Linked DNA regions of Rattus norvegicus: region 1 is linked to region 2. The links are chromatin contacts, called in public Hi-C maps. All regions are on one chromosome and are shown on one strand. Each heading gives the region's core, a stretch centred on a gene start, on an enhancer-like site or on the middle of the called end of the contact. The rest is flanking DNA. Distances are from core to core; before and after follow the strand shown.

The links. A called contact is a pair of places that touch in the nucleus more often than the background predicts.
Region 1: a Hi-C map of frontal cortex shows a contact between it and region 2, with 4 times the contacts expected there. The contact joins two enhancer-like sites. A contact is called at or near these places in 7 of 12 Hi-C or Micro-C datasets (the A7r5 cell line, the Rat2 cell line, frontal cortex and 3 more) and 1 of 1 datasets of contacts at active chromatin or transcription factors (oligodendrocytes).

What each region holds. Positions count from the first base shown.
Region 1 is chr15:76,637,666-76,643,054 of GRCr8, reverse strand. Pcdh9 (protocadherin 9) reads left to right here. Exons shown (of 4, transcript NM_001191688.1): 1 at 1-2,214. Among named protein-coding and RNA genes, the nearest start is that of Pcdh9, 3.6 kb to the left of the region's middle. Within about 2 kb of position 2,159, at least 17 of the 93 cell types and tissues checked have an H3K27ac peak or open chromatin away from gene starts, as enhancers often do.
Region 2 is chr15:76,115,320-76,120,798 of GRCr8, reverse strand. The region is part of intron 2 of Pcdh9 (protocadherin 9); the gene reads left to right. LOC120097141 (a long non-coding RNA gene) reads left to right here. Exons shown (of 2, transcript XR_005494384.2): 1 at 1-5,479. Among named protein-coding and RNA genes, the nearest start is that of Pcdh9, 530 kb to the left of the region's middle. Within about 2 kb of position 1,613, at least 16 of the 93 cell types and tissues checked have an H3K27ac peak or open chromatin away from gene starts, as enhancers often do.

The sequences.
Region 1 (5,389 bases), core at 910-3,409, 520 kb before region 2:
CATGCTACTGATGCAGACATAGGCAGCAATGCTGAAATCCGGTACATCTTTGGTGCCCAGGTCGCCCCTGCAACCAAAAGACTCTTTGCTTTAAATAACACAACTGGGCTGATTACAGTTCAGAGGTCCTTAGATAGGGAAGAGACAGCCATTCACAAAGTGACAGTGCTGGCTAGTGACGGCAGCTCCACTCCTGCCAGAGCCACCGTTACCATCAATGTCACAGATGTAAATGATAATCCTCCAAACATAGACCTCAGGTACATTATAAGTCCCATCAATGGCACCGTGTATCTCTCTGAGAAAGATCCAGTCAATACAAAGATTGCCCTAATTACAGTTTCAGATAAGGACACGGATGTGAATGGCAAAGTGATCTGTTTTATTGAAAGAGAGGTCCCATTTCATCTGAAGGCAGTGTATGACAACCAGTATCTGCTAGAGACCTCGTCTCTGCTGGACTATGAGGGCACCAAAGAATTCAGCTTTAAAATCGTTGCCTCTGATTCTGGGAAGCCCAGTTTGAATCAGACTGCCCTGGTAAGGGTTAAGCTTGAGGACGAAAATGACAACCCACCAATTTTCAACCAGCCTGTAATTGAGCTGTCAGTTTCTGAAAACAACCGACGTGGGTTATACTTAACAACTATTAGTGCTACGGATGAAGACAGTGGGAAAAATGCAGACATTGTTTATCAGCTTGGACCCAATGCCTCCTTCTTTGATCTGGACAGAAAGACAGGAGTTCTGACAGCCTCCAGAGTCTTTAACAGGGAGGAACAAGAGCGGTTCATTTTTACAGTAACTGCCAGGGACAACGGGACCCCTCCCCTGCAGAGCCAAGCAGCCGTGATAGTTACTGTTCTGGATGAGAATGACAATAGCCCCAAGTTCACTCATAATCATTTTCAGTTTTTTGTGTCTGAGAATCTGCCAAAGTATAGTACTGTGGGGGTAATCACAGTGACAGACGAGGACGCTGGAGAGAATAAAGCTGTGACTCTTTCCATTCTAAATGACAATGAAAATTTCGTGTTGGATCCCTATTCAGGAGTCATAAAGTCCAATGTCTCCTTTGATAGAGAACAGCAGAGTTCCTACACGTTTGATGTCAAAGCCACTGACGGAGGACAGCCACCTCGGTCCTCTACTGCAAAAGTAACTATCAATGTCATGGATGTCAATGACAATAGTCCAGTTGTCATTTCTCCACCATCCAACACCTCCTTTAAGTTGGTGCCCCTCTCAGCCATTCCTGGTTCCGTGGTTGCTGAAGTTTTTGCTGTGGATATTGACACCGGGATGAATGCAGAACTTAAGTATACCATAGTGAGCGGGAACAACAAAGGATTATTTCGGATTGATCCAGTAACGGGCAATATCACCTTAGAAGAAAAGCCGGCACCTACTGACGTGGGCCTGCACCGTCTCGTGGTCAACATAAGTGACCTGGGGTACCCTAAGGCTTTGCACACTCTTGTGCTGGTATTTCTTTACGTGAACGACACTGCTGGAAACGCCTCGTATATATATGACTTGATCCGTAGGACTATGGAGACCCCGCTGGACAGGAACATAGGAGATAGTGGTCAACCTTATCAAAACGAGGACTATCTCACCATCATGATTGCCATCGTTGCCGGGGCCATGGTCGTCATCGTCGTGATCTTTGTCACGGTGCTGGTGCGCTGTCGCCATGCGTCGAGGTTCAAGGCTGCTCAGAGGAGCAAACAAGGTGCTGAATGGATGTCCCCAAACCAGGAGAATAAACAAAACAAGAAAAAGAAACGGAAGAAAAGAAAGTCGCCCAAGAGTTCTCTTTTGAACTTTGTTACTATCGAAGAGTCCAAACCTGATGATGCGGTTCATGAACCTATCAATGGGACCATAAGCCTGCCTGCTGAGCTGGAGGAACAGAGTATAGGAAGATTTGACTGGGGCCCGGCCCCTCCAACAACCTTCAAGCCTAACAGCCCTGACCTGGCCAAGCACTACAAATCTGCCTCTCCACAGCCTGCGTTTCATCTCAAACCAGACACTCCAGTTTCCGTGAAAAAGCACCACGTCATTCAAGAGCTCCCTTTGGACAACACCTTTGTTGGGGGCTGCGACACCCTTTCCAAACGCTCCTCCACTAGTTCAGATCACTTCAGTGCCTCAGAGTGCAGCTCCCAAGGAGGCTTCAAGACAAAGGGCCCCTTACACACCAGACAGGTAAACGAGCACTTTTACTGGTCTATAAGTACTGCATACAAGTGCCCAGTCAACCAGTATTAACGTGCCACTGTGTGTATTGTTTTTTGGTCTAACTTTAGCTTAGTTATAAGGAGGAAAAAAAACTTGACCCCTTTTTTATTCCTCTGGGGCTCAGTCAAGAATTTTTAGAACAGCTTTGAAATTTCTGAGTTCTGAGAATATTTAACCTCCCAGTTTCCTTCAAATGGCAAAAGATGAAAAGAGGAAATTATTCCAAAATGTCCCGAGATAATGTTTGCTCAAGAAGAAAACCCATCCTGATTTGCCCAATTCTGCTCCTGGGGTTTCCAAATTATCTACTTCAAGATTTTCACATTACCTTTTGATCTAAAAAGTCACCTTCAAGTATCAAGTTTAAATGACATTTGAAGGTCTGACACCACTCACTCTGGAGCTGTGGTCGATAAAGGGGTTACAGTTTTTTTTTTACACAGTAAAAAAAAAAGAGAGTAGTATATTATATGTACATCAGCTGGGAAGCACATGATTATTGATTGATTGCATCTAAGCCATATAGAAAGTCTACTCCTTGATTTCAAGTTATTTTATTGTAATATAGTAAGCTGGATCTTTCTTAGAACGATTTTCAGTGTCCATAATGGTTCATATTTGAAAAGAAAAGGGAAATAAAAGGAATGCTTTCTCTCTAATATTACTAATTTATACAGAAAAGAAGGATTCCATTGTAAATACTTTCTCATCTTAGCAATGCATAAGTGATCTGTCATAACTCATTTTAAACTGTGAAAGACACTGTGTGAAGAGAGATTAAGAGGCTGAGAAACTCATATTTCAACCAAATCCAGAATTAGTTTTCCTTAGGTCTAATAATTCCTTGTTAATAAAGATTTAAATGCAGCGCTGTCTAATTTATTTCTTTGGTGCTTGTCTGTTGCCACGAAATTTGAATGTCAATAATAGCCTGTAGATGGCACTAGGGTATCATGTCCCCTGTGCTGGCCAGGTGCCAATCCTGCAGTAGCTAGGAAGAGGGGGAGGGAAGGATCTTTGGTAGTACAGCCAAAGATACCTTTTATTTAATGATAGTTCCTCTGGAGCAACTAGCATTTAAGTTCATTTGTTTGCTCTTTAGTGAGTTGCTCTCAGCACATCAAGTTTCTAGGATTTTGGAAGTCAAGCTCTGTTGTTAGGAGTCCATCTCTGCTGGTGGCCCATCTACCACCTTGCTAACCAGTTATAAACATAAATCTCAGAAAATCAGGTAAAGCAAAGTTCACAGAACCATCTTGACGAGACTTGGGAAAATTGAAAAGGGTTCTTTAATGTTGTCATTGTTTTGTTTTGTTCTCTGAAGTTGTGATAGAGTAGTGTTTCTAATGGAAACTGTTTCCCCTTTTACATTCAGTAGCCGCTCTGTAGTGAGTCTGGGGCTTCAGGCGAATAAGGCATAAAAGTGATTTAATCAGTCAATCACACAGGTGCTCTAAGAATACTCGGTATAATTATTATTATGAATGTAAGCTCTCCACCTGACATACTAAACACATAGAGCATTGTTGAGGAACATTCGAGTAAAGCTGAGAAACACAAGGTGAAAGAACCTCAAAGAAACAAAATGGTTTTGATGTCCTAGAGGAAGCCTTCAGGCTTTTAGTTGATAGTGAAAGTCAGGACAACTCAGTTTCAGGTTAACTTTATCAGTGCTTGAGAAGAGAGTGGTGTTAAATATTTGGAAATTGTCTGAACATAGCCAAGATTTTTTAAAGTTGCTTAATAGTTTATTATGGCAAGAAAAGTAACCAGTGAAACTAAATGGACTTTATTAGGAAGTTTCTTTCTCAATGAAAAAAAAATGATGTGCTGTGCTTTCTGTCATTCCTTGAAAAGAACCAGTGTAAACAGAAATGTTTTCTGTGAGATCTGAAACCAATTTCCCAAGGAGAGTTACCTGTCTACCCTCCCACATGATCAACCCCTTCACTTCAGTATAGGGGAATTGCCAGCAAGGTACAGGCCAAATTCTTCTGATTTTTTTCCAGTTATTGAGCTTAAATATGAAGCAAAGACACAAATAGTAGTCAGATGTGTTTCAGCAGAGTTTTCTTAAAGATCTTCCCACGGAGCTTGGTTTGTTATTAAAGACATTTGTTTGTATATGACATAATCTTGCTGACAGGACACTGAGTAACTCACAGACTGAAACTACGGTATGTTTCAGACACACTTTTGGACCATGAGCAGGCATTCTGTAGCTTTCTTGTATACATTCTGAGGTAGTTTTCATAATAAAAGAAAAACTAAAAACGTAGCAGTCACCTGTGAGGAAATAAGTTTTCAAAATCAGTAGAGTGGGGATGGCTGTGGACAGAGGCATAGCTATAATATTGAGGAAGATATTATTATATAATATAATAAGGCAGAGGGTGTTTTCTATTAATGAAAGGGAAATTATGTATAGCTTCTTAAAATCTTATTCACCGAACTCTATGATAACTCTCTAAGATGCTTTGGTTAAACCAGAACAAATGGTTGATGTTATTATCTTATTTAGCTCCTCTGTTTCAACTAGGAACCCTTATACAATCTGAGCTCCTGTACTTTACAACATTGAAAGTATAAGTTTTATTACTACAAATTTTATCACGTGAATTTATAGATTATTATATAACATAGGAAGGATTTTTTTTGTCAAGTGGGCATGATTGACTTTAACTGGACTCCTTTAGACATTGTGATGCTTGCTGAGGTTTGGAAACTGGAAGATTCTTGACTAGAAGGTTACCAAATTTATTTATTGCTACTTTGTAAGTCTTGGCTTTAACCGGACTCCTTTTGATGTCATGCTGCTAGTTTAAGTGTGGAAAGTGCCAGACCTTTGAGTAAAAGCTTCCCAAATTTTAAGTACCACTACTCTGAATTGTCCTCATGAAAATGCAACATCTTGTTTCTACATCCCAAGCTGGTTGGTGGGGCAGTGGCTCCTAGTTTGTCCCACGCTTTCCCTTTTCCTGTGTGTTTGCAGGTAATGCATGAGGTAATTGTAAATGCGATCCCTGTATTGACTCTATCTTACTAAGTTGTTTTAAATTGCAGTATAACAATTCTGTCATTTATTCTGCCGCTACATTTTTTTAGAAAAGAGCTTTCATAGTGTCCTCTATATAGTTTTAGG
Region 2 (5,479 bases), core at 364-2,863:
GGGTTGAAATAATCTGAAAAGGGTAAATTATTTTTTAATTCATATGTTAACCCTAGTCTAGCAAAATAGTAGGGGAGTAATATTTTGACATTGGATTTGATTGGATGTTTTTGATTATCAAAGACTGGGCTGTCCGTAGTAGCAGAAGTCCACTACTTTTCATCCTACCTACCTCAGTCAATGTGCATACCTCTTGAAAAGAAGAAAAATAATAAAAGATTATGTTCTGTAACTGACCCCAGCACCCTGAAACTTTCCAAAAAGCTTGTACAAAATTGTCACAGAATGCAGTCAGGCTGGTATTCGAAGACTAAGGTGCACTGCCCCACACCCCGACCAAGATTCTTCAAATTCATTCTAAACAGGCACTAAGACATACTTCACCAAGAAATACATTTTTTTTCCTTAGTAGAAAGAATGTGATGGAGAGTTCCGGAAAAGCTTATTTCTGACCCTCATCTTGACATGTATAAGCAACAATATCTTGACAATTCAGTTTCTGCTTTTGGAGAAAAAAAACAAACAAATAAGTTTCCCTTCGGTGACCTTAAAACTTCAGCTAAAGTGACTTTTAAAATTGCTCTAGTGGCCTGCCAGCAGCACTTACACCTGGTGTCTTTCCTTTTGTTTCTATGTCCGGCTCTATTCCTAAGCTGCCTCGTGTCTGCTCTATACCTTAATTGTTGGCTGCTTGTAAGATTGAAGTGGCTGGCATGGCCCTTTATCCAAATAAGAAGTGAATACAGCCTTTTACACAATTTTAAATTGTGTTTGTTGAAAGAATAACTGACCGTTAACCCCTCCTCAATTCTAAAAATCTAAACATTTATGTGCACTGTCACATAATTTTCTCCTAACATTTAAAAGCAGGCTATTTTATAAGTCCATACTCCATTCTTGTGTGGGGATTGTTCCCTGGCAGGCGCCTTTAGATTGCCTAAGAGTGTCCCTGTGATAAAATTCCACAGACGGATAAACCTCATCAAATTCCCTTTCTGTCTTCAATTTTCAAAGGATACATTTCTTTCAATTAAAAAGATAATCTCCAGGATATATACTAAGTCTTTATGTACAAAAATAAAAATGGAAGAAAATATGGGGAGTGGGGGGCCAAGCAAAAAAGACAAATTCACTACAGTTCCAGTCTGCGCCCTGATTTTTCTCAAGTAGATGGCACTGTTTTGTCAACAGCTCCATCTGCAGACCAGGGACAGCTGTGACTCTTGCTTAGTGATGAGGTCACTATGCGTCTGCTCTCAACCTGCAGTCTGTCTATTCAAATTTGATTTGAAAGGCAACACCTGATGTCATCATTTTTAAGCTAATTTTTTTTTAGCAATGTCAGGTTTTGTATGATTTCTGAAAGATAGCTTTAGGCTCTGTCACTGGAAATTTCTAGAGAGGGGAGGAAGGAAAAGCCAGCTACGAAGCAGGGTAAACTTTTCCAGCAGTTGTTTATGCAGACTATTAATCTTTCCATTGTTTTCCTGAGAAGACATGATTTCTGGGTACTTCCCCCACAAAGGCTGCTTCCAAGCAGCTGTGGTTTCATCACTCTCTCTAGTGACAGAGGGAGAACAGTTCAGGTCCCACTGCCGATGCTGCAGTCTCAGTGCGTTAAATAATGTGTGCTCTAAGAGCAAAAGTGTCAGCAGAGACTCCACGCTGAAGGAGAGGTTGAAAGGAGGACTTCCAGCTCAGCCACACTTAAAAGTCCTTGGACGTAGAGGTCTGTATGTTTGGAACACTAGAGGGCTGTATAAGTCTTTATTTTATTTATTTTTATTTTTAAAACCTTTAAGGGTAATAAGTTTCTGGGGAAGATGGAGTGGATATGAGCTGATTTAAAATGAAATCTGAGTAATTGAAAAACCAAAGAGAATGAATTAATCAGGGTAACACACCTCTAATGAGAAACATATGCATACACACATGCACATATAACACACACATTCTTTACATAGTGCTTTGATAGAATAATTACTATACTTGAAATCCTTGTCTAACGAACCTATTGGTCTTCAATGGGAATGTATTTCAAATTGAAATAATTACGTTTTTTCCTACATGTAATGTATTTTATGTGTAGCTAATATATTTATTCAATAGAAGATTAAGAGCATGAGCCAAAATCCAAAGTTATAGTGAGGTTGCTGTCATTGGAAACCTAAAATAGGTAATTGCTGACAAAAAGCTTTGAAGACATGCAAGGGCTATAAAACTGTAGGCTGTCTATATTATTGCTATGGGTCATATTGTTCCATGGCGTAGTGATTTGCAGAGTCGTTTTGCTAACATTGGGAACTCTGTTAGATTATCAAACTCTGCACCTTTACTAAAATATTTGATGCTAAATAAGGATATAATAATGTATACTACTTTTCAATTATTGTTGGCATCATCGTTATTATGTGCATTTAATTATAAATAGATTTGAGCATTCTTTATTTATGCAAGAGGAATATATATTAATACTTTATACCTAGACATACATTCTATTTAAGAAGTAGACATCGTACACCCTAAAATCACCACTACCGAACAAAAGTTAAAAAGATCAGAGGACAAAAGCCAATGCATATGATCCAAATAGTTTAATTATCATGTGCCTAACATTGCTACTATGATGTTGAATAAGGGAGAAGTTATTAGTGCTACAGGGTGAAAGACAGTCATTCTTAAACATGTCTAATAAAAATAATAGGATGAAACCAAGTACATTCAGTCAGGACTATAAAACTCAAATCCATTGATTTGTAAACACAGAATGGTGATTAAGGAAGTTTTAGCAGAAGAAAACATGAATGAAGGCATCAGTAGAGAAGGAAGTATTAGAAAAACCTTCTCAATGAAGGTGACCATTAATAAAGAGGCTTTGGGGGGTTGGGGATTTAGCTCAGTGGTAGAGCGCTTGCCTAGGAAGCGCAAGGCCCTGGGTTCGGTCCCCAACTCCAAAAAAAAAAAAAAAAAAAAAATAAAGAGGCTTTGGCTTTTGGTAACATGACAAGATAGTCAAATAATGAGAAGACTTTTTAAATATAGCATATGCCAGACATAGGTAGAAAACAGCATCACTGAATTCAAAATTTTAATTTGTTTCTAAATAAAGAGTTTTGGAAACTTTATAACCTAGGAACTACTAACAAGAAATACAACGAAGATTAAGATGTTTACTTATTTGTCTGTTTAACTATTGCTCCTATTTTTATTGAAAAAATAAATTCTTCTCTTATACAATACATTCTGACTCCAGTTTCCACTCCCTCCGTTCTCTCAGCTCTCCATGCACCTCCCGTCTCTCTAGACCCACTTTCCCATCCTTCAGAGATTAGGTCTCCAAAGGACAACACAACTTAGGATAAAACAAGACTGAATAAGATAAGGGAAAGGTGCTCACATTCAGGCTGGATAAGGCAACACATTAGGAGTAAAAGAGTCACATGAAGAAACTACAGAGTCAGGGAAATGCCCACTCCTACTGTTAGGAATTCCACAAAATATCAAGCTAACTAGCAGCTATAGAGGACCTGGTGCAGACCCATGCAGGCCCTGTGGATGCCACTTCAACCTCAGTGAGCCAAGATTAGCGCTGCATAGTTTACTCGGTGGGGAACATTGTATTGGTGTCCTCCATTTTCTTTGACTCCTACAAGATTTCCTCCCACTCTTCTGTAGGTTCTCTGAGCTCTGAGAGAATGAGCTAAGGAGACTCCAGTTTAGACTCCTTCCCCACAGAATTCTGATTATGGATCTGTGTACCCGCTCCCATCTTCTGCCAGAGGAAGCCTCTCTGATGATGACTGGAGATTTTTAAACTAGTAAATGTTTCCGTTCTTAGTGGAGCATACTGGAGTCTAGCGTCATTTGTCATCACGATTACCACTTAGATAAGTAAACATGAAGACTCAGATGATATGGATGAAATATATGGTGAAACTAAGTCCATCTAGAATATAACATACGTTGCTAGGCAACGTGGCTCAAACTGGCCATCCCAGCTAGCATTCGGGAAGCTGGAGTTGAAAGACCACAACTCTGAGACCATCCTGATGTACATAGTACGTCCTGAGCAAACCTGTGCTATCTTGTGTGACTTCATTTCAACACACATGTCCCCTCTACACCCACTTCAAGTACTAGACACTAAGGTTTTAGAGAATAAATATGAAGTAGTGGCTATCCAATGGAGATGATACGCACAGAATTGAGCTACCACTATAAGGAAGGATGATAAATGCCAAGAAGCTACGAAACTGACAATGTGTAGTAAACAGCATTTTCTTTTTTAGAATCTGGAAAAATCCTTTGATACAAAAAAATAATGCTGTAGCAAAGCCTATACAATAAAATAAATAGAAAACCCATTGAAGCGATAGACAGCGATGGTTCTTAACGTATACACCAAGACTCTTATTTCAAATATTAGAGGCTGAATAACAAGACCATAATTTAAAATGCTATAAAAGTGACCATTGGGTATTACTTTCCATCCCTTTCCTAGAGCTTTAAACTTAGAGCACGTAAATCCCTTTGAACTGCTTTCTGGAGTAACTGGTTCCCACAGAAGCATCACTGTGCTACTCTTACAGGCACCCGATGGTTCACAGGTCATTTTTTATTTTCCTTGCAGCTTTGCTAACTGTAGATGATGCTCCTGCATGTGAGAAATCACCATATCTTTTTGTATGTGTAAAATTAAGAACCAATCATTTGCTTCCGAGTAGTCACTTATAAAATTTCCATTTCTCTGCTTTCTGCCTCCTTCTCACATTTAAGTATGGAAGCCACAATTAAATCTTCCACAATCTGTATTGCTCAGAATACTCTCTAAACCATGTGATGTTCACTTTGCTAGTTCTATGCCCTGCCTGCCAGTATTGCTTTAGAAGGAAGGAATAAAAGGCTTTATAGAAACCTTCTACAAACTTAAAATAGTTTTTTTATTTGTAACAAAATTCTTACTTACCTTCCTCCTTACCTTCCTCTTCTGCTTTCCAAATCTTCCCATGTACTTGTACTTTCTTACCTATTTCAAATATATATATATATATATATATATATATATATATATATATATATTCTTTCTGCCTTATGGTACTTGTATGCATATATATTTCAGGGCTGACCATTTGTAATTGAATAACCATTAGGTTTGCTCCTCTCTTGGATAAGGTTGCTGTTCCTGCTCTTGGCAGTTCTTAGTTCTCCATCATTCTTTGTCTAAGCCCCTTCCACATGTTTATTGGTATTATCATTGTTCAGTTTATGTCTAGGCAAACACGTTTATGAGACCTTATAATTGTAAGGGTAAATGGTCTCAATGTAAATGACCTCATCGCCAGTTCTTACAATCTTTCTGCGTGTACTTCTGCAGGGACCCCTTCCAAAGAGCTGGTGCTTATAAGAAAAAATATCAAAGCCCAGCAAATAGTTCTTATATTAAGATATATATTTAAGGGGTTGGGGATTTAGCTCAGTG